2 separate regions of the Hordeum vulgare genome follow, and region 2 is linked to region 1. A link is a contact called in public Hi-C data. All regions are on one chromosome and are shown on one strand. Each heading gives the region's core, a stretch centred on a gene start, on an enhancer-like site or on the middle of the called end of the contact. The rest is flanking DNA. Distances are from core to core; before and after follow the strand shown.

Evidence for each region. Hi-C and Micro-C count contacts between places; a contact is called where the count stands out from the background.
Region 2: a Hi-C map of leaf shows a contact between it and region 1, with 2.3 times the contacts expected there. The contact joins the promoter of LOC123399767 here to the promoter of LOC123399764 in region 1. A contact is called at or near these places in 4 of 6 Hi-C or Micro-C datasets (leaf and seedling).

Annotation. Positions count from the first base shown.
Region 1 is chr5H:487,088,101-487,090,982 of MorexV3_pseudomolecules_assembly, forward strand. LOC123399764 (ribulose-phosphate 3-epimerase, cytoplasmic isoform) reads right to left here and starts at 1,437. Exons shown (of 8, transcript XM_045094149.1): 1 at 1,204-1,437; 2 at 631-635. The coding sequence starts at 1,332.
Region 2 is chr5H:487,352,708-487,355,589 of MorexV3_pseudomolecules_assembly, forward strand. LOC123399767 (probable inactive purple acid phosphatase 27) reads right to left here and starts at 1,395. Exons shown (of 10, transcript XM_045094151.1): 1 at 1,011-1,395; 2 at 118-209. The coding sequence starts at 1,214.

The DNA of each region.
Region 1 (2,882 bases), core at 187-2,686:
TTTCATCATTAGCAACTTTGAATTTTCCTATTGTTTATTTTCAGAACGAAAGGTCGGCATTTCTTTAAGTAGGCAAAATGTGAAAGAATAGTGCATACTTTAAGCTGCTTCTTTTCCAGTTTGATCACATGGCTATCAGGCTAATCGGTTCCCTTCTTATATGTATTTTGGAAATCATGCTCTTTCTGTGAGCTATCATTAACATTTCGATCCGTGAGCAGGATGTTCGAATAAGCAAGGTATCTAAACAAAGTAGCCAAAAATTAAATGGCAAGGATGTCCATAAGCCGAAAAGCAATTAAGAGAATACACATGTGTGGGATAAAAATAAAGAACGTCTAGGTAGATGTAGCCTGTAGGCATATTATGTATATGGTCACCTGCATACTTAGCTAGTTAGCTTAAACACCCACAGCCAGCCTCTATGATGGCAGATAAAAAAAGGGCAAGTGTATGTTTCACCGTTTGAAGGGAAGGCAGAGCTCTGACTGCATACTAAAATGATACAGAATAAAAATGGGTGGCGGTATGCGAGAATAGTATTTTTGGCACCATCAAGCTTCAACACAACCCAGTAATACATCAAAATTGATGTATCGCACCCGCAGCGGAAATCAGATACCAACTCACCCATCCTGCAAGATGGAAAAGGAACAGAATGAGCATAACACAAATGAACTTCCAAGCTTGAAATGTCCATGGTCAATGAATGCAATCCCTGTCTAACAGAAGAATGAAACGAGGCACAATCGCCGAGAGGAACAAGATTAGCTGAACTTGTATCAGATGCACGTGACAGGCAAGTTACCATGACTAGTAAGTACTGGTACGCTTGCAAAATAGCACATCACCTATGCTCTGAACAAACGCTCTGAACAAACGATGTTCAGACTAATCTCTCAGCAGCAGAAAGCAGATTATACCGAATCGCCTATGCTCTGCAAGCCATAGTTGCGTGCAGAAACAAAAAAGCACGGCAACTCCTCTGATTCAGTAATTCAGTAGTTCAATCTTATCATCCCTACCCTGCCTGACGGACTCCGTTACAGGGCGCTGCGTGGACAAATCCAACTCCTGGACGAATCAAAGGCCGGCACCGCGCGTGCGCTACTCACTGGTGCTCACCAGGGTGGATCGAGCAAGCAGGCAGGGTTAGGAAACATGGTGGGGGGAGAGGGGAGGGGATGGTCGGGCGGATCGTACCATGACGTCCATGTGGAGCCAGTCGGCGCCGAGGCGGACCATGCGCTCGGCCTCCGAGGCGAGGTTGGCGAAGTCCGACGAGAGCATGGACGGCGCTATCTTCGCCGCCGCCGCCGCCGCCGCCGCCATGCTTGGTTTGGTTGCTTCCGATTGGAGGACCGGACCGGCGGTCGCTGGGCTGGGCGGTAGTTGAGGTCCAAAGTGGGGAAGCGGGCGACGTTCCGTTCGGGTCTGTCTGGACGGGACGGAGGCTGGTTTCACGCTTGTGTTTGGGGCAGGTGAGCCGCCTATGGCCCACTCGTCAGTGGCCGGAGGAGGGGCTGCTACTGCCAGGGCCAACACAATACTGTTCTTTTTTTCTTTCACCAACCCTAGGTTTTTTTTTGCGGCGAAAAAAGGATGTGATGAATTATTTGTTGAATTTCATGACTTGTAAAAGGCTGTGAAATGAGGGCTATTCTGATTGCTACTCACGATACCGTACGGTATACCTGGGCATACTTCGGGCCGGGCCAAAAAAAAGATGCTGAAAATCGAGGCTGAAGCCTGGCCCGGTCCAACCATCGGACCTAAATACTGGGCCCAAATCCGGAAAAGCCCGAATGGGCCCAAATCCAGAAAAGCCCGACTGGGCCCGATCGACAAGGCCTGACTAGGGCATAAAATAATTATTCTTTAAGCCTTTGCCCGGTTCGGCCCGATCGTCGGGGCCCGAGCCTGGTCCGATGGCATGTTAAAGCCCGGCCCGATCAGGGATTTTCGGGCCGTATCGGGTCGGGTCAACTGTTCATGGACAGGTATACCGTACGATGAGTTAGGGAAAACATTAGAGCAATTCCAACAGCTTTTTTGAAAATCTATCTCTATAGTTGATTTCTTGGCTTCTCGTAAAAGTTAAGAGAAGTTATTTGGAAGTAACTTTTGTCAGCTTCCCTAAACTTCCTCCCTTACATCCATTTTATTTTTCATTTTAATTAAATAAAAATATATAATTACCTAGGATTTGTCGGCCAGTGACACACTCGACAGCGAACTGTGCGGTGATCGTCTATGTGAGTTTGTGCCGGCGGCGTATCGACGAACGTGGCAAAGAGGTGGTGTGGAGTGGGATGCAAAAAGCTGGTCCTCCAGGCTGTTTTGTAGATATCATCTTCCTTCCATTCTCATTTGACGACAACATAGTTGATATTTGAAAAACATGGTTGGTATTTGACGATCCATTGCCGCAACTTTTGGATGAGGTGTGAAGTAAGATAGATTTGGTAGTCGAAACACATTCTTCGGGTTCCATCTTTCTTCGGCATGCATCGGGCCTGATTATCAGAACATTTTACAATGGCTCCTCTACTATTATTTCAGTCTCACCACAAAGACTAATGTGTCATGTAAGATAAGCTCTATCTCAATTAGTAGCAGTGCAATCTAAAGGGGGTAGTACTAGTTGTTGTTGTAGCAATGGATGGATACCCAAGGATCGATCGCCCTATCTCGTGGCGTAGGAAAGGGCACTTAAAATTCGCCCGGCGAGGGAATAGAAACCAGGGACTCCTGGTACGAAAGGGCACTTAGAAAGATCATCTAAGTCAAAAAACTTTTCGTAGATTGGTTTTTTAGCTTTTCCCAAAAAATTAGGAGAAGTTATTTGGAAGCAACTTTTGTTAGTTCTGAAGCTTCCTCCC
Region 2 (2,882 bases), core at 145-2,644, 260 kb after region 1:
AAGAGCAAGAAGTAATCAGATCAGGGACACCACTTGGTCATTCGGACCACGGTTTAAAATCTGAGCATTCTTCAGAGGAGAAACTGTACTAGTACTAGTACTAGTAGTAGTTCATACTTGAAATTGGAAGGGGAGAAGACCCCGATCCAGTCGCCGTCGCTTGCGCGGGGAATTTTGAATTCTACGGTCACCCAAGCCGTATCTTCGCCCTGTCGCCCACAACATCGTGTCAGTTTTTTTCTTTCTTTTTTTGGTTACATGCAGGAGGAAAAAAAAAAAGCAAGGACCAAGCAATACGGCCAGCGGGAATCAGCCCGAGTGATCACGCGTGCATATTCCATGGAATGTACTAACATCAGTTTGACCGGCGGCAGTCGGCACATGGCATGTGGTCACAGTGTGAAGGCTGAGGTGGCCGCACTAGCACGCGTACGTACAGCGCCATCCCCCTCGGTTCATGGGTTGACTTGACTTGGATAATGGACACTGGACACCCATGATCGATCGATCATCCGCTTGGATGTCATGTCGCCACCCACCGCGGGCTTTGGCACTTTGTCCCGAGGCGATTGGCCACGGTGCGTCGTGAGAACGGCCGGCCGCCCGGCCAAGCAAGCAGGACGACTGGCCAAGTGGCCGCTTGTGCGTAGCGTGCGATGTGCTGGGCCAACTGGCCGAGCTAGCATGCATGCCAATGCCAGGGCGCGCGGGAACGAAAGCGACGCGCTTGACTGCGCAGGAACGCCCCAGATAAGCTTGGGAGAGTTGAGCTCTGCCGGCCGGCCGGCCGCGCAGGACGGCGAGGAGTTACGTGCTTGAGCTAGAGCTAAAGCGGCTGCTAACTTACGTACGTACGTACCTACCGGAATGAAAGAAGGTGAGAAAGTGCGGGCATGGAGTGAACCAGTTTGCAGCGGGCTAGGTCCGTGCGCCTGCTGCTACAAGGGATGTAATAAAAGGCGAATGGAAGGAAAGGGGGGTGCAGGAGGAAGGTGGAAGCTGGTACGCACCCGCGAACCGAGGAGGTCGGGCGACGCGCGCACGGCGGCGGACGCGTCCAGGGCGACGCGGGCGCGGTGTATGGAGATCCGCGACAGCGGGTGCGCGCCGTGCCCGTCGGCGCGTCCGGCCCAGCACGCGGCGACGGCGACGGCGAGGGCGAGCAGGAGCAAGGGCAGGCGCGGGGCGCTGCCGCCTCCTCCTCTCCTCCTCATGCCTGTCTGCCTGCCTGCTTGCTTGCTTGATTGCTTGCTCTTCTGTCTGGCAGTCTGGGCATGGGACGGGGGCCGGCTTTGCTTTCTTTTATGGAAGAACACGCTCCGTGCCCTTGGCAGGAGAGAAGGCGACTGCGCGAGAGAGGGGGCGGGTCGACATTGTGTTGACTCTCTGCCCGTCTCTCCACGTCTTTGTGTTTATTTAACCGGATGAGACGGCGTTCGGGGTGATGCATCCACACATGATACGCAAGAGTTTTCCACGAGGGCTAATTATTGGCCCCAAATACTACTCCTTCCTTCCGTTCCTAAACATAAACATAAGGTGATTGACGACTAAGTTCAAATCACAGCAAAGCTTAATACCAGCATCGAAACCAATACTACCCGAAAGAGGCACGTACGGTTCCAATAGAACATTTTGAGATTCTAATACGCCTATACTAGGGAACAAAATCATTTTAAACCCTGAACTCGTAGAGGTTCGACGAAATGAATTTCAAAATTAAAATCCCGATCGATTGTATCCTCAATTATGTAATTCCGGTATAATCCAACCCTGATATTTTTTATCAAACCGGGATAGCAAAGGATGGCTGAGATTGTTTTTTACACACAACGGGTCGGGGTTGGTTGTGCTGCGCGTGCGGGGAAAAAGTCTAAACCCGCCTAGTTCGCTGTCCATCTGAAATAAAAAAATATATTCATGAATTTGGCAAAACATTCATGCATTTGAACAAATTAATAAATTTTAGAAAAATCACAAGTAGTTTAAAATAAATGTTCAATGCATATTAAAAAATTGTTCAACATAAAATATTTATAGTTTTTTTCGTTTGCTATTTCCTACTAAAATATTTATTGTTCAAACTTTTTCAATATTTATGTTTTTTTCCTCAGAATTGATGATTTTTTTATAAATTGATGACCTTTTAAATAAAAAATATGAACTTTTTCACTTTTTATGAACTTTTTTCCAAAATGATGAACGTTTTCAAATTCACATTTAAAGAAAATCGATGAACATTTTCTCAAAATCAGTGAACTTTTTAATTTTGCAGACAACCTAGACCAATCATTTTGTGAGTTTTTATTTTAAATTTCATCACCCTTTTTTAAACCGTGAACTTTTTTTACTTTATATTTTAAATTCCTGATTTTTCAAAAAACATACACATATATGTTGAACAGTCAACTGGTCCAGTCAATTAGTGATTTTTCTTTCTCAAAATTAGTGAAGTTGTTTTAATTCAAATAGCGCGGCTAGAAATGTTCTTAAATAGTGCACGCTGCATTCAATCACTAGCACTCGAATGATACAGTTGTAGCCGTTCTAGCACATGATTTGTGCGCCGTGAGTTCGGTTCCCGTGATTGCATATTTTTGGATGGTTGACAGAAGGGTGTGCGGCAGGCAGGCCGGCCATCAAACGAATCCTTACCACGTCAGTGTTTTTATACCTAAAACAATGTGAGGGTTTGATTTAGACTATCAGGGTTTTTTATACCTAAAACAATGTGAGGGTTTGATTTAGACTATCAGGGTTTTTTATACCTAAAACAATGTGAGGGTTTGATTTAGACTATCAGGATACAATCAACCATGATTTTTAACTTGAGGGTTCATTTCGCCCGACCTTTATAAATTTAAGGTTTGAAATAAACTTTT